Linked DNA regions of Sus scrofa: regions 1 and 2 are each linked to region 3. Evidence: chromatin contacts called from public Hi-C and HiChIP or PLAC-seq data. All regions are on one chromosome and are shown on one strand. The core of a region is the stretch at or near the end of the contact, and the rest is flanking DNA. Distances in the headings are between cores, read along the strand shown. Region 1 holds the start of SLC25A51 (solute carrier family 25 member 51). Region 2 holds the start of TBC1D2 (TBC1 domain family member 2A). Region 3 holds the start of NCBP1 (nuclear cap-binding protein subunit 1).

The links. A called contact is a pair of places that touch in the nucleus more often than the background predicts. HiChIP or PLAC-seq counts read pairs in DNA pulled down with a chosen protein or histone mark.
Region 1: an H3K27ac HiChIP or PLAC-seq map of alveolar macrophages shows a contact between it and region 3. The contact joins the promoter of SLC25A51 here to the promoter of NCBP1 in region 3. A contact is called at or near these places in 2 of 5 promoter capture datasets (fetal liver and fetal skeletal muscle), 1 of 47 Hi-C or Micro-C datasets (embryonic fibroblasts) and 1 of 2 datasets of contacts at active chromatin or transcription factors (alveolar macrophages).
Region 2: a Hi-C map of mesenteric adipose tissue shows a contact between it and region 3, with 2.4 times the contacts expected there. The contact joins the promoter of TBC1D2 here to the promoter of NCBP1 in region 3. A contact is called at or near these places in 2 of 47 Hi-C or Micro-C datasets (liver and mesenteric adipose tissue) and 1 of 2 datasets of contacts at active chromatin or transcription factors (alveolar macrophages).

What each region holds. Positions count from the first base shown.
Region 1 is chr1:238,666,019-238,669,218 of Sscrofa11.1, reverse strand. It overlaps SLC25A51 (solute carrier family 25 member 51), which reads left to right and starts at 1,791. Exons shown (of 3, transcript NM_001258408.1): 1 at 1,791-1,883.
Region 2 is chr1:240,048,401-240,051,611 of Sscrofa11.1, reverse strand. TBC1D2 (TBC1 domain family member 2A) reads left to right here and starts at 1,685. Exons shown (of 16, transcript XM_021066519.1): 1 at 1,685-2,252. The coding sequence starts at 1,878.
Region 3 is chr1:239,490,956-239,494,221 of Sscrofa11.1, reverse strand. It overlaps NCBP1 (nuclear cap-binding protein subunit 1), which reads right to left and starts at 1,645. Exons shown (of 24, transcript XR_002336867.1): 1 at 1,173-1,645. It overlaps TSTD2 (thiosulfate sulfurtransferase/rhodanese-like domain-containing protein 2), which reads left to right and starts at 1,339. Exons shown (of 10, transcript XM_005660262.3): 1 at 1,339-1,703.

The DNA.
Region 1 (3,200 bases), core at 542-3,041, 830 kb after region 3:
TCCAGAAAACAGAGGTTTTGACCTCCAACATTCATATGCCCAAGAAGAGCCAAATAAGCATGTAGGAGGGTTCTGACAAGGAACCCAGTGCTGGAGGGGCAGGGGCCTGCGCTGTGACCTACAGCATAAAAGAAACAGACTGGCTGGGCTCCAGACATGAGTGTTCCTATCAGCTTGGGATTTCCTGACTCTTTTGAGTCTTTTGTGCCCCAATTGTGTGTTTAATTTCAATCTCTGCCTCCTCTTCGGGTTTTACCCTAGGAGAAGAACCTCTCCATTCTAATTTGAAATGAATTATTTATGCTTATGAACACACTGGCTGCCTGCCTGGTTTATTTATTTTTTGAATAATACAGCTGATTAGGGATTCACACAAGACAGGGCAAACATAATTCCAACGTAAATGCCCTTCCCCAACTGCTGCCCAATTTTTAATCACTCCAAACTACTGTGTGGCCTGGTCATTATCCTGTGGAGCCTGAAATCTATCCCCGAACCCTAATCAGATGCCCGGTGCCTGCACTTGAAAGTCAAGATCTGCCCTATCAGACCTCACCACCTGTCCTTGACAACCTTATCTCTTGCCACTATGAGTTTCTCCACTCATCCAAATTCCATTCATTCATCCTCCAAGGCCCAGTTCAAACGCCTCCACCCTGTGAAGCCCGTCCTGGTTGTCCCTTAAGGGAAGAAGCCCCTCATGCATATAAACTTCCAGAGTTTTTGTTTTTATATCCTTACTTGGATTCTAAGTTCCCCCCAAGAGAGTTCAGGTGAGGACGATGGCACACAGTAGGTACCTCTGGAGAGTGTGTGGTGAAATTAGGTAGCATGGTTTCCCACACCCCAAGAAGCTGTTTATCAGGCCAGCTCAGGCAAACTGGACACAATTTTGGAGTCAATATCTACAAAATGCTCTCAGGGGAAGTGACCAGGGAGAGCCATCAACCTATACCCATACCCTGACCAGTGTTTCATGCCAGGTGAGTTGCCTATTTGACAAACCCCACTTAAAGAGCATACACCTCACAGATCTGATGAGCCTCCTGTAGAGCCTCACTCTCCTTCAACGCCTCACATCTGCGTGCCTTCCAGTATATAAGGTAGAGTCAGATCATTGCTCCCAGTGCTTGTTACAGGGGCCAAGGGCTGCATGTAAGGCAGGTGTTACTTTTCAGGATCTGGGGCTCAGAGACATGTCCAAAGTCACTCCCAGGAAGGGTCAGGACTATGATTTGACTTATGCCTCTTAATTCTCAGTGCAGTGGCATTCAATGCGTGCAAGTTGTTTGAGGTTGAAAGGAAACAGGGTTTTTAAATGACTTGTATAGTCTAAAGCACACACAGGTGTTCTGTGACCTGCAGTAATAGCAGCTGACAATATGCCACTCCGAGGGTTCAATGAAAGCTAACCAAGGCTACAAGGGGAGGGAGGCGGAGACTTTCAAGGCCTCAGCAAAGGCGCGCTTGCAACCCACAACTGTCAGTACCCAGGGGTCCTCCCGGCTACCAAGCACTAGAGAACGCGTTGGCTGTTTCTGGTACGGCAAGGCCACCGTAGGGCACCCACGGTATGGCATTCCATCCAGCGGAATCTCAAAGCCCTACGACAGATGTGATGGGTGACCCCCCAAGTGCCTTCGCTCGCCGCACAGCTGCCAGGGGTGGGCAGGCGTCCCCTCACCCTCCGCAGGTTTAGAGGGAGGCAGCGCGGCGTAGTCTCCCTCACGTGACCGGGCTCGGCAGCGTCCAGCGCGTCACGCCCCGCCCCGAGCTCTGGGGTCGGTCAATGTCTGCGCCTGCGCCGGCGCCGGCTGGGCTCGCGGGCTGGCCTACCTGCGGGCGGGCGGCTACCGGGCGCGGAGCCGGGCCCGCGGCGATGGGTGAGTGTGGGAGGCGGGTGAGAGGGAAACGCGGGGCTCCCCCGGCCTCAGCAAGGAGTGCCTGGAAGCACGAAGGAGGGTCCGAGGAGGCCGTCTGCCGCGTCCTCTGGCCCACCTACCCCTCAGCGCGCGCGCGCGCACTGCGTCCCCTCCGCCCCACGGCGCGCCCCGCCACTGCCGCTCGTGCCCTCCCGGGTGGGGCCTGCAGCCGCAGGGGCCGGCGGCCGCCGGGTTTCGCTGAGCCAGGGGCGCTGTCCGGCTGCCGGAAAGAGCTTTTCCGGTGGAGGAGGCAGCGCGCTCTTTTGGGCGCGCCTGGGGCGGGGAGGTGCCTTCTGCCGCGCACCTAGAGCGGGGCGGGAAGGGTTCTTGCTTTGCCTGCGCGGGAGGGGAGCGGCGCCGGCACTGCGAATGGGCCCCGGACCCCTTATTCTGTCCGGTGTCAGAGACGGAAGGGGCTTTGGCGAACCCACCACCCTCCCCTCCCTCTTATCACACACTGGGGAAATGGACGCCTGGAGAATGGTAAGTTCAGCCGCACAACCAGACAATGCTTATTCTGCGACACCATGTTGCTTCGCGTTGTAGGAAACTTGTAGTACGAGGCTTTTTTTTTGGTCTGGTGGTGGTGATGGGATTATGTTGTTAATTGTAAATTTGTACCAATTATTGGGTATTAAGCTTATCTAAGTGGGGCGTCTTAAAGGCTATATTTACCCTTTTTTTGGCCCTATAACTGTATACAGCTGGTCTTAATCCCCACCTTCTGTTTCACTACGTGCAAGCTGTGAAACAGAAGCCCTTAGAGTAACGGTAGTGACCTTGCCAATCTGAGCTTCCTCTGTACTTGTTTTTGAAAGGGTTCCGTGAAAGCAAAAGGTTCTAGGACTGGTTAGGTCCGCGGGTGATTTCAGAGCACAGGTTAGGCGTTTTGGATCTGGAGTCACCTTGAGTGCATCTCAGGCAAAGATCACAAGCAGTCTCTTTAAAAAGCAGTGGACTTACCTGGTCTTTCCTTTGGTAGATTAAGCCCAGAGAAGTGGATTTTTAAATCATAGACATTGCTTTAAATTTATAGTGGCAAGATAGTGACCACTGGATCCCAGGTTTATCTTATGTGAATGCTGACTCAGACCTGCTGACTTGTAGGAGTTAACATCCTTGGAGAATTACAGTTGCCTTCTCCGTAGTTTTTGTACAAAGACCTTTGTGCTGGGTTCACAACTGTGTCTTATCCATGTGGGCTATAAATTATGGTGAGCATTTAGATTACACTGTTTTCTTTTACCATAAAAGTTTGACACTTGGAGTTGCTTGAAA
Region 2 (3,211 bases), core at 436-2,935, 560 kb before region 3:
TCCTGCACTGGCAATGCTAGTCCTCATGGGCAGTGGCACAAGCCACGTAAGGGTCCCTAGAATAACCACCTTTGGAGCAGCCCACTTCACCTGCCAACACTGGTACTGAGACCTAAGCTATTGGCTAGTGCCCAGCTTTTAGCTGAAAGGAAAGACTCTACTGGAAACCAACTCATATAAGAGAGACAGGCTAAAATCTGGGACCTGGGACCCTTTGCCACAGTGCTTGCACCTGGACAGCTATCTCCTCCAGCAACCAAATATAAAGAAACCATAAGGGACTAAAAATAACTACACGCATGCAGTTGAGGCAAATTACCAACAAGATTCAAAAAGACCAAAACCTAATAGCCACTTCTGAGGAGGCAGAAGCAAAAGCAGGGCACTGTGCATGCACTCTGCACACAGCACCACCAAGGGGGCAGACCACCAGATCCCTAGACTCACCCTTATCCCCACCACCTCCTCAGGGAGCAAGCAAGGGCAGCTGTTACTTGTTTTCCTACCTCCTGCTGCAGTACCGGTGCCAATAAAGCCTTGACTAAATTTGTCTGGCCTCTCATCAATTTGTATTAACGAGGTCAAAAACCCTTGTCAGTAACAGAAGGGTACACCTGAACTAAATTTGGACTTTTATTTCTTTCATTCCCCCGTTTGCCTAACAATAGTATAATTAATCTATCATCGGTTTGGAGAATGTTATTTCTCTATTATCATATTAAGAGACATTTTTAGATATGCTATGGACTTACAAAATATTATTATAATTTCTGCAGTGAACCTGTGTTAAGTTAATTTTAAGAAAAGACAACCTCAGACCTTGAGTATAATTTGCCCGGAACAAAACAAGGAAGATTTTGTTAAGGATGGCAAAGAGAGAGAAGCTAAAGAAAGAGGGGCTAAGAAAGGGCTAGTGAAGAACCGTGAAGCTCCTCAAGAGGTGGTAGGAAATGGGCTCCATAGCCCAAGCGGAGGGAAGCGCCTAAAGGAGTAAAGGGGGGAAACTTAAGGACAAGAGGCAGACAGACTGAGGACAGAAGTTGAGAAAGTTAGTAAAGACACATTTGATTCCACAATTTACTGTGCCCAAACCCGTCCCAAGCACTGGGTTCCAGCAAGGGCAGAAGCCGGGCCGGGCGCCCATATAACTCGAGTAGCTCAGGAAAGAGGCGAGCGGGAACTGGGACCGAGGAAGGAGAGGCCGCCACGGTCAGGGGAGAACCACAGGGTCGCTTAACTGCTGACGGGTATATAGGCCACCAGCAGAGCCCTCTAAGCACGCGCGCTTTGAGCGGCGCCGGAAATGTCGCCACGCAGCCGGGTGTCCCCTTCAGCCAATGGACGCGCCGTGCGCCCCGCAACGGGGACCTGCGCGGCACCTGGGGAGAAAAGGCGGGAGGCCCGTAAAGCTGGAGAAGGGACTGTCCCTCTACGTTATTACGCGTGTTACCAGAACAAGGTATTTGTGGAGGGCGTCTCCTCCAGCCTCTCTTCCGCTGGTTAACCAAATTCAGGGACACCACGCCTTCAATCCGAGGACCGCCCCACGCTCGCGGCTGCCCTCAGTAAATATGGCGGAGAGGAGCGAAGAAAAGTCGGAAGTTAGCAGTGTGGGAGGAGCCGGCAGGGGGCGTGTCGAGGCCTGTCCTAGATACGGAGGGGTCCGGATGGGCGTGGCCACCCTCAGGTACTGGGTTTTAGATCAATGAAGTGCACGCAACGCAGGGAGCTGCGTCCCTCCGTCGTCTCTTGGAGGCGGGTCACTAAAGGCCCCGCCCTCGTCCAGTTATCTCCGTCTTGAAGGTATCCCCTGAATCTCCGAGATTTGGCCGGAGTTGGGCAGTGGACATCCAGCTCCTCCGCAGTCCCTAGTGGCGATGGAGGACGCCCAGGAGAACCCCGCGGAGTCTAGCTCCTCTGCCCCCGTGTCCGAAGAGCCTGCCAGCTTGGCCAGGGGCTCCCAGGTGTTGCCTCCAGAGGAATCGACGGTCTGCACCCGACCTCTGGAGGCGGCCCCCAAGAAACTTTGTGGATATTTAAGCAAGTTGGGAGGCAAAAGGCCCATCCGGGGTTGGAAATCCCGCTGGTTTTTCTACGACGAGAGAAAATGTCACCTGTATTATTCGCGGACCGCACAGGATGCAAACCCCTTGGACAGCATCGACCTCTCCTGTGCGGTATTTGACTGCAAGGCGGACGCCGAGGAGGGGACTTTCGAAATCAAGACCCCCAGCCGGACTATTACCTTGAAGGTAAATGATGCAATTTTCTCCTTTTCAGCACAGCGGGGTGCAAGTGAGTGGTCACAATAAACTTACTGTAACTATAATCACCGACCCCAAACACCCCTGTGAACCCTGGGTTCACAGGGTCTTGTGCTTTACAAAGGGCATTCACACTCATTTCCTCATTGTGTTCCCATAACAAAGGCCCACATGATATACGCATATTACGGATCAAGTAATTGAGTCATAGGAGTTCCCGTTGTGGCGCAGTGGTTAACAAATCCGACTGGGAACCATGAGGTTGCGGGTTCAATCCTTGGCCTTGCTCAGGGGGTTGAGGATCCAGCGTTGCGTGAGCTGTGGTGTAGGTCGCAGACGCGGCTCGGATCCGGCGTTGCTGTGCCTCTGGTGTAGGCGGGTGGCTACAGCTCCTTATTAGACCCCTATCCTGGGGACCTCCATATGCCGCGGGAGCGGCCCTAGAAAAGGCAAAAAGACAAAAAAAAAAAAAAAAAAAAAAAAAAATTGAGTCATAAAGAGATGAAGTGACTGGTCCAAGGTCACACAACTAAAAAGTGGTGTAGCCCACACTTGGAATCCCGTGGGTTTTCTACCTCTCAGCACTTGATCAAAACTTTTACTTTTGGGTGTGGCTAATAATGCAGTTGCCTTAACTTTTTTACTTCGGGTTGAAGTATAATCAAGATATGAGCTTTGCTGCCCTCTCTCAAGGCATGACTTCTGAATCACGTTTCTTTTTATTTCTTAACTTTTAAAAAAGTTTTCTTTTTAATTTTAATGCCCCCCCCCCCACATATGGAAGTTCCCCATCCAGGGATCCAATCCATCATAGTCACACTGTGAATTACACCTCGCTGCAGCTGCCCGGGTGCCAGAACCTTTAACCTACTGCACCAGGCTGAGAATCAAGCCCACACCTCCTCAGCGACCTCGGATTCTTAACCCACTGTGCCACAGCAGAAACT
Region 3 (3,266 bases), core at 396-2,895:
AAATTAAGTAGGTGGGATTTGGTTCCTACCCTCGAGTGCCCCAACATTCAAGGAGAGAAAAATATAAGTGGAGAAAATTAATTAAATCCAACTTTTTGATCCGTATTTTTTTCCTACATCGTTGACATCTGCCAATGCTTATCAATTCTTAAGCATTAACAGATGATAAAATACATATCATCATGAGCAATTAGTTACATATGTTAATCCTCACAAAACCAAGAACAGGCATGTATCATTAATCCAATACTACAGACTAAGGTTTAAAGAGGTGATATAATCTGGGCAAGATCACAAAATAAATGGCAAGGTCTAACTTTGAACTTAAACCCTCTGTCTCCAAAGTCTGGCCTCTTAACCACTTTACAACACTATTTTCAAGTATTAATAACTAAATTATTTTTAGTTTCTTTTTGCTTTTCTAGATGTGTATTCTTGACTGTTGTTTTTTTAATGTAAGCATCGTTTCCTATTTTTAACTAGCTAAATTATTCCTGGTTTCTATGACGGCAATTCCAGGATCCCCATGAGTGCAAATATCCAAATGGGAACCCCGATCTAACCTCTACGAGCTCTCTAGTGAGTCTTCTGGCATTCTTTTCTTAAACGAGAGAAATAAGCTTACAACCAATTCAAGATCTAACATAACGACCTACGTATATCTATTTATTAAAGACTTCTCGCGTGCGGATAAGAAGCTGATTTTTCTTCCCCAGTGGTTTGAAAGAAGGCAAAACCCCGGATGACCCGCACAGGAGAGCTGGGATTGCAATTCATCAGATCTCTCACCTTCCGAGAGCCATTAATACATGATGTTTGAGGGTCAAAACGAGACACTGGGACAAGTGAGTCCTGGTCACCGTCTCTAAGGGGAAGCGGCACAGACACAAATATACTTCCCTGCTCGGCGGTACCAAGGACCTTATCTTAAAGAGTGCTTAGAGACCAGGGGTGCACCAGGCCTCCCCTCCGCCGACGACTCAAGAGGTGCGGTGGGGGATAGCACGAGCTTTCCAGCAGTCGCCCAGCCACACTCCCGCTGTGCCACCCATCTCCCCGCAAGTTCCTGGGGGAAGGGCTTCCCGTCCCTTCGCTCAGGACCTGAAGACCGAAGAAGCCAAACCTCGGCCCCACCTGGGCGCGGCTTCGGCGGCCAGGCCCAGAGCACTCACCATCGTTCTCGTCGCTGTGCCGCCGCCGTGACATGCCGCACGTTGTGTATGCGGCGGAGCCTAGACGCCGGGCGGGAAGAGCGGCAGGAACCGTCGGGCAGCCGGCCGGCGCGAGGACAGCGGCGAGGCTCACGAAGTGGCCCGCGCGCAGGCGCACTCGCTCGCGACGGCTCCCGGAAGCGCAAGGGGGAGAAGTGGCCGGGTGGGCTCGGCGGGCTCGGATCCCGGAGAGCCGGCGTCTGGAACCTCACCAAGCCACTGCCGCCTCGTCCGCACGCAACCGCCCCCTCGGGCTGCCTCCGCCTCTCCGCTGCTTCCTTCGCCCGCCTCCGCGGGAAGTCCTTCCGGGGCCACGCGGAGAGCACCGCCTCCCCAGGCGGCCGGAGCCCGCAGGCCGCGAGCCACGCCTTGGCGGGGGTGGTCTAGGAGGGACGCTCTAGTTCAGACTCCCTCCACTTCAGACTCCCCCCCGGGCCTCTCAGTGGTTTTCCCGGCGGCCCTTTCGCTAACGGCCTAGACTTCCGGGGCGAGGTGAGGTCCCCGGCGTTCCTTCCTACGTAAACAGGGGCGGGGGCTGGAGGTGCAAGGGTGGTGAGAGGTGACAATTGCTAGGCGGAGACGGTTTGGTGAAGAAAGATCTAAGAAAGGATCTGGACTGGCGGGTACGTGCTCATCTTTCTCCCACTTCCGGGCCTCTGCCGACTCGGGAAAGCTGGGAGGAGAGATTGGGCCAGGCCCGGCGCGCGGGGTGGGGCCCAAGCGGGAAGCGGCGCCGCTCGAGCAGCTCTGGGGACCGAAAGACCCTGCCTAGCTTGAGCTTGCTGCTCTGCGGTTAGCTTCTGACCGTCGTCTGACCTCTCGCCCCTCTGAGTTGTTGATCGCTTTAGTAATGTTTCCAGTGGTTATTGGATACTTCCATTATGTGTATGTGAATATTCTCCGCCCTGACCTCTGTGGTGAACACCACGGCTGCTTATCTGCTTTGTCGATGGCCATTTGAAATTTCACACGCGTGAAATGAACCTTTCATTCTCCTAGCCTAACCTAGCCTAACCTATTGCTCCTTCACTTTTACGCATCCATCCGATTGCTTAATCCAAAAATGTAGGTAGGAGTCATTCTTGGCTCCTTACTTACTACCTAATGAACTATCAGTAAACCTTATCAGCTCTACTTTCAAAACCGATCTGGAATCAGTTACTCCTTTTTTACTACTCTCTCATGACTTTGCGATGTAAAGTAACCTGACCTACAGGGTCCTACTCTTTTATCACTATGCTCCAACAATTCTTACTTTCTTCCTGTACCTCCAGTAAGGCAAGCTTGTTCACCCTTTAGGCATTTATATTCCTTTGCCTGAAGATTTCTACCCTTAAGTATGCATGGATGGCTCCTTGGCATTTCAGTCCCAGCTCAAGCATCAGCCCCCTTAGGAATCCTTCCCTGGCCACCCAACCTTTTACTCCATACCACAAATATTGTATTTATTATGTGCCAGGCAGTGTTCTAGACATTGAGGAGGCTGAGGTGAACGAAGGAAAACCCCTGCTTTCTCAGTGCTGATGACCGGTTGAGGAATCCAGCAAACTGCAGTCAGAGGTGGTGGGCAAAAATAGAAAAAGATGCGATTAGGGTGTGGTGGGAAAGGCTTTATAAGAACCTTGGACTTTATCTGATGCCTTTAAAAGCCTTTGGAGGGAGAGATCTGACTTATTTTTAAAGTCACCCCTCTTGCTCTTACGGGAGAAGGGCAGTTAGGCAATTGCAATAATTCATGCAAGAAATAATGGTTGCTTAAGTGGGGTTGGTAGGGAAGGTAGTGCAGTGTCATCTGATGTGATTATATTTCAAAAGCAGAATTGACAGGATTTTCAATACTCTGAAAGAGTGAGGAGACAAGAATCCCAAAGTTTTTTCCTGAGTAACAGGAAGAATGGAATTGTTGTTTACAGAGGTGAGGAAGACAAGGAGAGCAAGTTAAGAGCTGGATTTTTTTTTTCTTTCTAATAGTTTGGTTTATTGTTTATTATTTATTTTTTGTCTTTTGAGGGCACATGGAGGTTCCCAGGCTAAGGGTCAAATTGGAGCTGCAGC